Linked DNA regions of Sus scrofa: region 1 is linked to region 2. A link is a contact called in public Hi-C data. All regions are on one chromosome and are shown on one strand. Each heading gives the region's core, a stretch centred on a gene start, on an enhancer-like site or on the middle of the called end of the contact. The rest is flanking DNA. Distances are from core to core; before and after follow the strand shown.

The links. A called contact is a pair of places that touch in the nucleus more often than the background predicts.
Region 1: a Hi-C map of embryonic fibroblasts shows a contact between it and region 2, with 5 times the contacts expected there. The contact joins the promoter of IGDCC3 here to the enhancer-like site in region 2. A contact is called at or near these places in 2 of 5 promoter capture datasets (fetal skeletal muscle and liver), 26 of 47 Hi-C or Micro-C datasets (adipose tissue, alveolar macrophages, brain and 16 more) and 1 of 2 datasets of contacts at active chromatin or transcription factors (skeletal muscle).

What each region holds. Positions count from the first base shown.
Region 1 is chr1:163,388,944-163,395,462 of Sscrofa11.1, forward strand. It overlaps IGDCC3 (immunoglobulin superfamily DCC subclass member 3), which reads right to left and starts at 3,221. Exons shown (of 14, transcript XM_021100139.1): 1 at 2,899-3,221; 2 at 1-69. The coding sequence starts at 2,998.
Region 2 is chr1:163,340,365-163,346,820 of Sscrofa11.1, forward strand. No RefSeq gene overlaps it. Among named protein-coding and RNA genes, the nearest start is that of PARP16, 24 kb to the left of the region's middle. Within about 2 kb of position 4,082, at least 16 of the 83 cell types and tissues checked have an H3K27ac peak or open chromatin away from gene starts, as enhancers often do. A contact at or near this core is called in adipose tissue, alveolar macrophages, embryonic fibroblasts and 2 more, where this site is marked.

The sequences.
Region 1 (6,519 bases), core at 1,971-4,470, 48 kb after region 2:
GCTGCCCAGGGACTGCAACATCATCGCTTGGCTCCACAGCAAAGGCCAGTTCAGCAGAGTGGCCAAGACCTGAATCGGGTGAGGGAGATGAGAGCAAAAGGAGAGGTGAGCATGGAATGAGCTGGAGCAAGGGTTCCAAGTTCTCTGGATCTGTGCATCCCATCCCTGTCATTCTGTGATGTTAATAGGAATCTCCATTAACACACAGAACTTTGTGAGTTATTATGAAGTATCATCTCATACAGTATATTTACTTCATCAACAGACCATCTTGGAGAGATGGATATTATTACTACCATCTTTTATTTATTTATTATTTATTTGTCTTTTTTTGCCTTTTCTAGGGCCACTCCCGCGGCATATGGAGGTTCCCAGGCGAGAGGTCTAATCGAAGCTGTAGCCACCGGCCTACACCAGAGCCACAGCAACTCAGGATCTGAGCCGCGTCTTTGACCCACACCACAGCTCACGGCAACACCGGATCCTTAACCCACTGAGCAAGGCCAGGGATCGAACCCGCAACCTCATGGTTCCTGGTCGGATTCGTTAACCACTGAGCCATGATGGGAACTCCACTACCATCTTTTAAAAATTTTTTATCTTTTAGAGAAAAGGAAACTGAAGCCCAGAGATGTTAAGCAACTTGTCTGAGGCCTCACAGTTAATAGCTGCAAATCCGGGACCCGAAAATAAGACTTTGATTTCAATACAGCTCCTGCCACTTCTGTGGTTATCCTAGCAAATCACTGAAGCCTCAGACTTTCAGGGTATGACCTCATGTTAGGTGTTCAACCTGGCCTGGCTTCCATTCCTTATGTGTTTAAATCAGGAACAACAGTGTGGCTTGTTATTAAATGTGACTAACAGATTCAAAGGCACTGTGAAAAGTTAAAAGTTCTAAACAAATATAGGAGTTCCACGACCCCATCATGGCTCAGTGGTTAGCTAACCTGACTAGCATCCATGAGGACGCAGGTTTGATCCCTGGACTTGCCCAGTGGGTTAAGGATCCGGCATTGCCATGAGCTGTGGTGTAGGTTGCAGACGTGGCTCAGATCCCGCATTGCTGTGGCTGTGGTGTAGGCTTGTGGCTACAGCTCCGATTCGAACCCTAGACTGGGAACCTCCATATGTCATGGGTGTGGCCCTAAATAGATAAAAAGGGAAAAAAAAGTTCCAAACAAATATAAAATGAGATAGTAATAAATCTTTGCTTCTTGTTGCTGGCAAAACCATGTGAGGCCTGGTCCAGTGCCTGGCAGGGAGCAGGGTGTGTTGGCCCAGTATCAGGTACAAGCTAGGCTAGCATCCAGCACTACTGCTCCTCCCCTAAGAAGCTCTGGGCTTTGGTTGTTTTGCTTGTTTTCTCTTTGTCATAAGGCAGATGAGGGATACCAAATATCAACTCATATTTCCCAAAATTCAGGAGGGAGGTTCCTAGAAGCTCTACTGTCAGCAACCTCTTCACTCCTGCAGAAGAGAAAGGGACAGAAAGAGGAAGGAAGGAAGAGAAGGGAGAAGAGGGTGATCAAGGAATCAGAAGAGGAAGAACAAGAACTCCAAATCAGGCAAGATGCCAAGTCTCCAACTTCTCCAACGAGCAACTCACCAGACCAGTTACAACTCCCCGCCAGGGAGAAAGAACCCACCTGAGCTGAAAAGGCAGCCACAGACCCCCTCCTCACATTTCCGTGAAGCTAGCGATCCCTGAGCTGGCCCCTTCCCAACAGACCAGCGCCCTCCCTGGCTGAGAGGAGACCAGGCAGTGGGTGGGGAGAAAGGAGGGAGGAGGAGGGCTGGGGTTAGGGGGGTTTTCCCCACCCTCAGGGCTGCGTAATTCCTATTAGGACATTTGAGGGTCACGCCCCTTCAAATCCCTACCCATCTTCCCCAAGACCTGCATTTCAGCTGCTTCTGCTCCCCGCTCCAATCCCGGTATAGCAACCGGAGGACAAAGTTTCTCCTAGATGCTGCCGCGATATCCCGCTTCTTCGGAGCTAAGAGGGGAGAGAACAGTGCCCAGAGCAATGTCTGCTGAGAACTTGAGGTGGGAGGAGAAGGGACTCAATTTGCACCCCTCTCCTGTGAGGTGAGCCCGTTACACCCACTGTGGAAACAGAGTGGTGGTGACGGAGCTCCGGGCAGCCAAGCCGGCAGACCCCGAGCTCTGCGTGCACACCCTCCGGGGCAAGGCGGGCACGTGGGCAGCCCAGCCGTTCACTCGCCCTTGGTCGGCTTCTCTGCCCCTTCCTCAGCTCGAGGTGTGTCTCTCAGGTCTCCCACTCCCAACGCGCGCACCGCCAGGAATCTTCCTCCTCTTCCTTGGTCTCTCCCTCTCACTCCCCGCCTCAGTCCCGGCTCCAAATCCAGGACCTGCCCTCTGCGCCCAGCGCAGCCCGCTCTATCCCGGCCTTCGCCCCCGGGGTCTGCGGTCTCCTGCATCCGCCGCCTCCGGCCACCCTGTGCCCACCGCAGGGCTCCGCGCACCCCAGCTCGCCCCCTCGGACAGGACTCTGCCCTGCGGTCTCCCGTGGCTCGTTCCCCCCTTTCCCCAACTCCAGCCCTCCCGCCGAGCTCCTGCTTTGCCGCGCTCCTTGCCCCTCGGTCCGGGCTCGGGTCCTGCCCTCAGTTGTGGAGCTGCAGCGGACTGACTGACTGCAGGTCTCTCTTCAGGAGCTCGGTCCTCAGCATCCTCCTGCCGTGCCCGCTTCAGTGCCCTCTCCCCGGGCTCCGCCCTGTCCCGCTCGGCTCCCGTTCTCCGGCAAGTCCCTAGGTCCCGGGGTCCGCCTGCAGGTCCGCGCCGCTCTCCTCAGGTCCGCCCCTCGCGCGCGTTTACTCCCTTCTCGCCCTTCCCCGGGCTGGGTTCACGGCCGCCGGGTCGCGGACGCCCTAGCTCACCGTCGCTCGGCGCGGGCAGCAGCAGCAGCAGCGGCGGCAGCAGCAGCGGCAGCAAGAGCCGGGGCCAGCGGCTCGGGGGCGCGGCGCGCAGAGCAGCCATGGGGCTCGCGGTCCGCTCGGCTCGGCGACGCGCGGCTCCGGGGCCTCTCGCGGCTCACAGCGTTCCGCGGGGCCGGCGCCGGGGCCGGGGCCGGGGCTCCGGCCGGGGCCGAGCCCGGGCGGCTGGGGGCTGGGGCCACATGCCTGCCTAGGAGCGCCAGGGGCGCTGGGGGAGCGCCGCTTGCGCCATCTTGCACCCACCCTGGCGATCTGTCAGCCTCGCCCTGGGTGCGCGCTCCGCACTCGGCACCGCCTGAGCCCGCCCCGCCCTCCTCCCGCCGCCCGCCGCCCCCCTTCCCTCCTCTCCCGGTCCCCTCCCCCAGCCCCCTCTCCCCGGAGGCCCGGTCTGGGGAACAAAAGAGCCGGCGAGCGCTTTAAGCGGCCGGACATTCCCGGCTGCGCGGCGGACGCGCCCCCTGCGCTTTGAACTGGGGCTAGCGGGGCTGGCGCCGTCCCGAGGAGCAGCCCTGTACCCACTTCCCGCGAGCCAGCCCCGGACTTTGGGGGGCTGGGAAAGTGGAGACCCAAAGGACTGCGAAGTGGGTCCGGGTTGCGGAGAAATGGGCAAAGCTGCGGGATTCGCTCTGACCCACTCTCTGCTGCGCCCTCCTCCACCGTGCCCAAGTCTACATTGTCAAGATAATTCCCTAAAAGCTGCACAAAGTTGTCAGATTCTGTTTTCCAAGGCCTTCAGGTTCTTCCATCCAAAGGCTAGGACGTTTAGATGCAAGACTGGCCACTCTAGACTGAGGAGTTCCGGCTCTCGGGTGGACAGGAGGCACGAGGGAGTGGGAAGGCAGTTTCCCCCAGGGCCTTCCTTGGGAAGCAGACAATGAGAATGCTAAAGTAACCGGGTTCCTGGGTTCTGACTGCAGTTCTGCCAAGATAGTCACTCTCTGAGCTCATCCGGAAGATATAGTCGTGTCTCTCTTGCTCACTCATAGGACATTTACAAAACACAGGTCGTGACAAACAATCTAGTAACCGGAAAAGCGCACAGAAAGTTAAAATGCCCAGTAACATTTCTATGCCACAAAGACTGAACGTTTCACGTCAGAAAACACATAAAGGACATTGGTCTCACGTAAGAATTGTTACAGAAGATAGGCATGCCTCTTAGGAGATACATATCCATGCTCGCCCTCAGAGTTCAGCACCATGGGCTAGTCCATCAAAATTACTGAGCAACTACGAAGTTCTACAAGCAGGAGATTTAAAGAGGGTAATCTCTGCCACATTCAGCCATTCGCTCTTGTGTTGAACTGGTACCGCAGAGGAATAACTACATCTCCCCTTTAGTATCAGCTCTGGAATCTTGGACCAGGAGTGTTAATTAACCATATATAAAACTAAATTTGGTGCAGGTGGGTAAAGAAAAGTCCTCTAGAAATCAGTTAAGTTTACTAATGATGGGTTAGGGAGTCCAGGGACTCCTGACTGTAAGGTAGCAATTGGAAGGTGAGCCTGAGAGACAGGACTTAGGAGCAGGCAATGGAATGCAATGGAGAAATTCAGAGTTAGGGAACACCAAAGCTGCAAACCAATTTTATTATGAGGAAGAGCAGGAATGATGGGCCACTACTGACCACCGGAAAGGGAGGGAAGGGGGGCCCTCCCTGGGTGCAAAGTCCTGGAACTCCCCCCTGCAGGGCTTGAATTCTCAACAACCCCTTCTTGGCTTGTCCTAGACTCTGGAGAGGTCAAATTGGTGTCTCGAGTTGCTGTCATTGTAAATTCATTTTGACAAGTGTTTAATTCTTCTTTATCACAACCCTTGGTCTGAGAGTGATATGCAAATAATGGCTATTCCGCTGCATACAAAATGTGCGGTATCTCTCCCTATGATCTGTCAATTAACTTGGGGCTGGCTTACCAGCCACTTTGGGGTGGTCCTGGGCAGAGCAGCCTCTGGCTTCTGGTTCCCTGCAGAGGAAAAGCAAGCATAGTCCAGACACTGTAAAGATCTTAGCAGAGAAGCTGCCAACTGTGATCCTTGTGTGAGTGGTGTCAGTGTGGGGTTTTGTGTGTGACTGTTGTGCCCAGGTTAATGGACTCAAGGGTATTTGTGAAGGTGAGTGTGCATGTACAGGTCTCTGAGCTTGTAGGTACAGTGTCTATATGTGTGAACATGCAGCCACAGGCAATTCTGGAGTTGCCAGAACAAAGAAGAGTTGCTGAGCCCAGACCTCTGGAGTTAGTGGTTCACTCCTCCCTTGCACCCAAGAAAGTTAAAAAATATGTGTCCAGATGGAAGGAGATCCTTGAAGAGTCTAAAAGCATGCCATCAAAGAAAACATCTTTCCTAAGTTTAAATATTTTTCCTAAGTGCCTGTTGAGAGAAAGAGATGGTTCAGCTCTTTCTTTTTTCTTTTTTTTTGGGGGGGGGTTTCCTATCCTAGGATTCTGAATAAGTTATTTTCTTTTTAATTTTTTTTTTTTGTTTGTTTGCTTTTTAGGGCTGCACCTGTGGCATACGGAGGTTCCCAGGCTAGGGGTCTAATCAGAGCTACAGCCTTCAACCTACACCACAGCCACAGCAACTCCAGATCTGAGCCATGTCTGCGACCTACACCACAGCCCACAGCAATGCTGGATCCTCAACCTACTGAGCAAGGCCAGGGATCGAACCTGCTACCTCATGGTTCCTAGTCGGATTCATTTCTGCTGTGCCATGCCGGGAACTCCCTCTTTTTAAAAACATTTTTATTGAAGTATAGTTGCTATACAATATAAGTTACAGATATACCATTCAGGGATTCACAATTTTTGAAGATTATACTGCATTTATAGTTTTTATAAAATATTAGCTATATCCCCTGTGTTGTACACTATATACTGGTAGCTTATTTTATTTTTAAATTTCATTTATTTATTTACTTGTCTGTGCCTGTGACATGCAGAAATTCTGGGGCCAGAGATCAAACCTGAGCCACAGCAGTGACATGCCAGATCCTTAACCCACCAAGCCACCAGGGAACTCCATTATTTTATACATAATAGCTTGTACCTCTTAATCCCACATTGACCCTCTTGCTTCATTCTCCCCGTTGGTAACCACTAGCTGTTCTCTATATCCGTGATTCTGTTTCTGTTTTATTATATTCACTGTTTTTTTAAGATTCCACATATAAGCGATATCATACAGTATTTGTCTTTCTCTGTCTGACTTATTTCATTTAGCATAATGCCTTCCAAGTTCATCCATGTTGTTGCATATGGCAAAATTTCACTCTTTTTTATGACTGAGTAATATTCTATTGCGTGCGTGTGTGTGTGTGTGTGTGTGTGTGTGTGTGTGTGTGTGTGTGTGTATACATGGTCTTTACCCATTCATCTGTTGATGTACACTTAGGTTGCTTCCATATCTTGGCAATTGTAAATAGGGATGCTAAGAACATTTCAGTGAATGTATTTTTTTCTTTTTTCTTTTTCTTTTTACAGTTATACCTACAGCATATGGAAGTTCCTGGGCTAGGGGATGAATCAGAGGTACAGCTGAGGCCTACACCACAGCCACAGCAA
Region 2 (6,456 bases), core at 2,832-5,331:
GTAAAGAGACAGGGTCACAGGGAGTAGGTGAGTCTTGGCTGGATCCTGATTGGCACAATTGCAGACACTTGATAATCGACCGTATATTCAATAACAGTTTTGAATCTTTTTCTTTAAATGATGGAAATGAACATTTACAATTTCCCCGGGGCAGGAGGATGGGGGTGGGTGGAAAGAATCTATTATTTTACAAGGAGAGCAAAAGCCTGGGATGCAGTCCTGGCCCAGCCACTTGCTCCTTGTGAGAAGAGGGACCTATTTTCTGACCACTGGGAGCCTGTTCCTTCATCCAGGGAAGCAGGATGACGACAGGGCCCACCTCGCCTGGGTGTTGGGGGCAGACTGGGCGCACACAGCTGTGGGCAGTGGGTTAACTCACTTCAACCGGCAATGAAGGCTTAATGGAGACGTTTCCGCCCTAGAAGCATCCGCTGAGTCAGGCCCTTAGGAGTGCCCCTCCCCCCACGTGTGAGAAGCAGACTTGGGGTCCTTGCCCCTTCGTTTCCCGCCCCCACCCCCCCTTTCCCAGCCAGCCCCAGAATAGTTGCTCCCCGCAAGATTTATCAACCGCAGGGTGCAGCCTAGAAGCAGCTTAGATCCCCTTTGTTGGTTTGCAGCAAATTAAAATTTATCTCTCAGGGAGGAAATGAGGGGTCGGTTTTTGTTTTTTTTTTTTCCCTTCCTCTTAATGGGCCCTGATGAAGGAAATGAATGCGGGGAAGGGATCAGAAATACGATCCAGCCTTCCCCGGCTCAGAAAGGTCTGGGGGGCTCCGTGCGCCCGCAGAGGGGGCAGCTGGGCACAGTGTGTTTTATTATACAATTAACCTTGACCCTTCTGGGTTCAAAGAGAGAGGTTAGTTGGAAATAAATCAATAGTCTGGTCTGGTCACTTCAAAGGCTTCAGAACCCGCTGGAAAATTCCATGTTGGCTCACTGTGTAAATTGGAGTAGAGTGTGCAATTCTTTTTGAAAGGTGGGGGGGTGGTTAGGTCTAAAATTGAAATGAATTGTGTATCCGCTTCCTTTAATCAAGCAATCAGGAGTCTTTATTGTATGTCTTTTGGGGGGAGCTGGGAGAAAACACGGTGTGACCTCTGTGTGACCACTGGGCCCAATTCTAGGACAATAGGCATCCCTCCAAGCTTCAGAAACGCGTCCTTCCCCAGCAGTGCACACCCTTAACTCCAACAAGTCCGGAAATCTCATTCACCGAACCATCGCCGTCATAATACATAGCATTTATTGAGTGCTTACTATGGACCAGGTGCCAAGGATTTTCCAGTCATTTCCCATTCGATTCTCCAAACAAACCAATTAGATAAGTACCATGATTATCTCTATTACAGATGAGGAAATTGAGCTTCAGAGAGGTGAAATAATAAGTCCAGAGCCACTTCAAAGTTTTCAAAGTCTGTTTCAATGCCATGGCTCAAGCAATGACAATAAGACCCAAGGAAAAGTTGCAAATTACCCCAAGTTTCCAGTCTCCACGTTCCTTTCCCTCAAGTTGTTGCAAGATGGATGGAGCTGGTTTCTCTTAAATTCTCTCTCTCAGCTTCATCTTTGGTTCACCCTTCATCTCTCTCCCTCCTTTCTCTTCATCTTTTCTCCCTCCCTCTTTGCCTTCCTGCTTTCTTGCTTTCTTTCCAGAAGCATCATATTTGGTGCTGCTCATGGCAGCAGTGCTGGGTCAGAAAGAGATAAGAGGAGTTCCTGTCGTGGCGCAGTGGTTCACGAATCCGACTAGGAATCATGAGGTTGCGGGTTCGGTCCCTGCCCTCGCTCAGTGTGTTAACGATCTGGCGTTGCCGTGAGCTGTGGTGTAGGTTGCAGACGCGGCTCGGATCTCACGTTGCTGTGGCTCTGGCGTAGGCCAGTGGCTACAGCTCCAATAGGACCCCTAGCCTGGGAACCTCCATATGCCACGAGAGCAGCCCAAAGAAATAGCAAAAAGACAAAAAAAAAAAAAAAAAAAAAGAAAGAAAGAGATAAGAGGCCACACCTGTCCATGGAAGCTCACATCCCAAGTTCTCCAAGGAGCTGTAGCCAACACACATCATGTGCATTTTATGTTGCAGAAGGAAAGTATGAGAGGTTGCAGAGCAAGGGCAAAGGCAGGACAGATGGTCCTAGCGGAGAGGATAGGGAGGATATTTGGAAGGATCTGGAAAGAAGGGATAGTTAGCCTCATTCTGAAGGAACAGCTTGCAGAAAGGCCTGGAGCCACCACTGCATGGCGTGTTCTGGAGAAGCCAGGAGCTCAGCTTGGAGGATGACAGGGGCAGAAATTAGCCTCTGCTCTGGTTAATAATTTTTTTGACTGTGTTCATAGCATATGGAAGTTCCCACAACAAGAGTTGAACCTGCGCCACAGCAGTGACCCAAGCCACTGCAGGGACAATGCTGGATCCTTAACCTGCTGAGCCACCAGGGAATTCCCAGCTAATAATAATAATAATAATAATAATAGCACAGGAGTTCCTGTCATGGTGCAGTAGTTAACAATTCCGACTAGGAACCATGATGTTGCGGGTTTGATCCCTGGCCTCGCTCAGTGGGTTAAGGATCTGGCGTTGCCGTGAGCTGTGGTGTAGGTTGCAGACGCAGCTCGGATCAGGCGTTACTGTGGCTATGGCGTAGGCCAGCAGCTACAGCTCTGATTAGACCCCTAACCTGGGAACCTCCATGTGCTGCGGGAAATAGCCCTAGAAAAGGCAAAAAGACAAAAAAATAATAAAAAATAATAATAATAGCACAGTCCTGAATGCTTTACATAACCGGTTTTACTGCTCACAACCTATCAAGTGCGTGCTCTGCTTGTTCATAGATTATAGAGGAGAAAACCATGGCACCAAAGGTTAAAGGTTGTCCACTGGGTCACACAGCCAGAGAGTGACTGAGCGGGGATTGTAAATCTGATCCTTAACCACTGGGTTACACTGCCTCTTGTGAGAGGGACTTGAATGCCAGGCTAAAGGCATTGGATGGCTCTGGGGGCAGTGGGGAGCTATGGCAGTTTCCTGACCCAACCTGCATTTTAGGACATGGCCAAACTCTCCACATCTCCTCTTCAGGGTCTGACAGTCCTTGGTCTCTCCTCAATATTCAAAAAGAAAATCTCCAGAGTTTCCTGGTGGCTCAGTAGTTAAGGACCTGGAATCGTCACTGCTGTGGCTTGGGTTGCTGCTGTGGAATAGGTTCAGTCTTTGGCATGGGAATTTCCACATGCCATAGGTGTGGCCAAAACGCCCTCCATTTCAGCCAAGTCAACCAACTCCTCCCTCCAAGGTCCCCTACTCTTCTTGGTCCTCAATCTACAGGTAACAATCAACAGCCTGCATGGGCTTGAAACAAGAAGACCCAAGTTCCCAGTTCTATCACATCACTTCTCTAGGCCTCAGTTTCTTCATCTGGCAAATGGGAAGATGACAGTAAGTCCAGCCCTGCTCACTACAAGGCTGTGAGAAGACTCAGGAGGTGATGTGAGGGTGTTCTATTCAACACCACGAGAAGTAATAACAGAGGAATCATTATCACTGTGGTACCGAGGACTCCACAGTGACTCTTTCCCTTCCCTGAGGAAGTACCAAGCCATCTGGGCCTCTTACTAGTTCCTGTTCCACCTAGTAAGCCACATGAGCCTTTCCTCAGACACATCAATCACGAAAAAGCATATGCTCTGGAAGTCTAGTAATAATTCATTCACACATTTATTAAGTATCTACTAAATGCCAGGCCCCATGCAGCAAATGATAGCCCCCTGGCTGCTCCCTGGTTTTCCCATGCGCTTGGCTTACCCTGTGCCTTCAGCCTGAGATGTCTTTTCCCCCCTTCTCTACTCTTCTTCCCAGTCTTCCTTAACCCTGGCCCCCAGTGGATCACATTTTCTTGTTTCTACAACTTGCTGGTACCCTTCCAAGCAAACACTTGGATAAATTGCAGTTATTTTCATTCAAGCTTATACTGTCAGCTCACTGAGAGTCTGGGTCTGTGTCTCCCGGATGGGGCTGAGCCAGTCTTAGGGGTGGGTGGCCATCAGGCCCTCCTCCCTGTAGCTGTAATTCTCACTATCTCCACAGGATGGCAGCAAAACCCTCCAGTCACAGCCCTCCCAGGAGCAGAGATCGCAGGCTAGATGCCCTCTGGGCTCTGGAGCTCAGTCCAGTACTGACTGTGGCCTGGCCGGGTTGAGGGCAAAGGGCTCCAGGCGGGGTGTGGCTGGCCTGGGTTCAAGCCCTGGCTTTGCCTTCAACTTCCCTGTGAACTTGAGCAACTCCTGCTTCTCATGGTTCTTGGTTTCCTTATCTGACTCATGAGGGGTTGGGTGGCTCCTTCTGGCTCTGTTACTCTGGGGTCTATGGTCCCTGGTTGGATGTGGTTCTCAGGCTGGCACCAGCTTCCTGTGGCCCCTGATCCATCACTGCCCTAGGAGAGGGAGTTTTCACCATTGCCAGGTGTTCACAGGGGCCTGGTCCCTGGTCCCTGTAACTTCAGGACTGGCCCTCCAGACTGATCATCACTAATCATAGGGATGAGACCCAGAAGCAGGGCTTGGCTGGGAGTCAGGAGCCCTCCCTGTCTTCCTGCAGCCCCTCCCATCACACCCCAGGGCCTCTCCAGTGGGCCTTCCTATTGTTCGCCACCCATCCCCACAAAGGAGTCCTGTGGTCAAACATGCCCAAAGCTTCTTACTCTGCTCCCATCCGAGTGGAATCTAACTCCCCTCCCTGGAATGTGCCTGCCTTAGTGATTTGCTTCTCATGAATAGAATGTGGTAGTGACACTGTGGAACATCCAGGGCTAGATTCTAAACTATGACACAGGCCCTGCCTGGCTCTGTCCTTGGAGCCCAGCCCCCAGGCACATGGAGAAGCCACATGTAGGTGCTGGGGCCGACGGCCAGCATCAGCCACCAGATGTGAGACCAGTGAGTCTTCAGATGATTCCAGCCCCCTGGCTCCAAGCTGCTCTAGCTGATGCCCAGTGGAACAGAGACAGTCATTCCCACTGCGCATTGCCCAAACTGCAGATGTGTGAGCGAAAGAAATGTTAGGTGAAGTCACTAAGTTGTGGGGCAGATAATTGGAGCATCAGATAATTGGAGCAGATTGCAAGCCCTGGCTGCTACTGATTTCTGCCCAAAGTGTGTATGTGTGGGTGGGTGGCAGGGGGTGTATGTGGTGGAGGCCTTCAGCCTGAGGCCTCTGGATGATTTGAGATCCCAGGGCCCAGATTGTAGCCAGGCCACTCAGCTTTGATACCAGTTTCTGCCAAACTTCCTCAATGGAACTCTGTTTCTCCTTTTACCTTCGCCCAGTTCAGGGTCTTGTTAGAACAGGCTCTGCCTATATTTGCATGTGATTTGTGTGCAACTTGCATATATCTGCATGAGTCCGATCAGGTGGTTTTTAAAGGTTTCTGGACCCCTCCCTTGGGGGCGTGGATACTAGCTTCTTGGACTCTTGAAGGGGACAGGGGCACCAGAGGTTACCTGGTCTGCTCTTCCACCCCCAGTCTGCTCCATCAGATGATAAACCCACCACTTCCCCAAGTGGTCCTCAGATGGCCGACATGGATGAAGAATTCCTGTGTTTGTAAAGTTCTGCGTAGAGAAGGGTGAGGTGTTATGTCTATATTTGGGCTTAGTTCTTTCCTCTGGGAACATCAGGACAAATCAACTACTACCTTGCAAGACCCAGGACAGGCACCATTGTGGCCTCAGACTTCTCTTTCTTAGCTCAGCATCCATAGCACCATCACTATTTATGGACCTTAGCCCCAACCACTCCTGCAGGACTCTTTCAGAAGTGCCAGGGTGGAGGCTTTTAGGTGCAGTACCCTGTTTTCAAATGAAATCTCAGGTGAAGTCCAGCATATAAGACAGATAACAGTGGAGTTGCTCTGGGTGAGGGGAGGGCAGAGAGATCCCCCCAGGCCTCTAGCCACAATTGGAGAACCAAGTTTGCAAACCACTGTCCTAGTTTGTTCCTCTCAAAAGATACATCTGGGAGGAGTTCCCTGGTGGCCTAGCAGGTTAAGGATCCGGCAATGTCATTGCTGTGGCTGGGGCACTGCTGTGGCTCAGGTTTGATCCCTGGCCCAGGAACTTCTGCATGCTGCAGGTGTGGCCAAAAAATGAAAAAATAAAACAGATGCATCTGGGTGTAGAATCTGGCCCTCCAGACTTACAGAGCCTCCTAGGGGTGAGCCCTGGCTTTCCGTTTCAGCAGCAAAGGGGACACTGAGATCCTAAGCAGTTTCATTACACCATTATTGCCTCTTTCTAAGCTTGAGGGCCCACTAAGACCTCCAGATCTTCGTCCTGGCCTATCCTAAGCTTGGGCAGCCCCAGATACCTGGCCTCGGGAGCCTGAACTGAGTAGAGGACAGGGAGGAGTGGGGAGGGCTGGCCAGGGGTATGGTTGTGTGCCCTGAAAAGAGTCACCCAGAAGG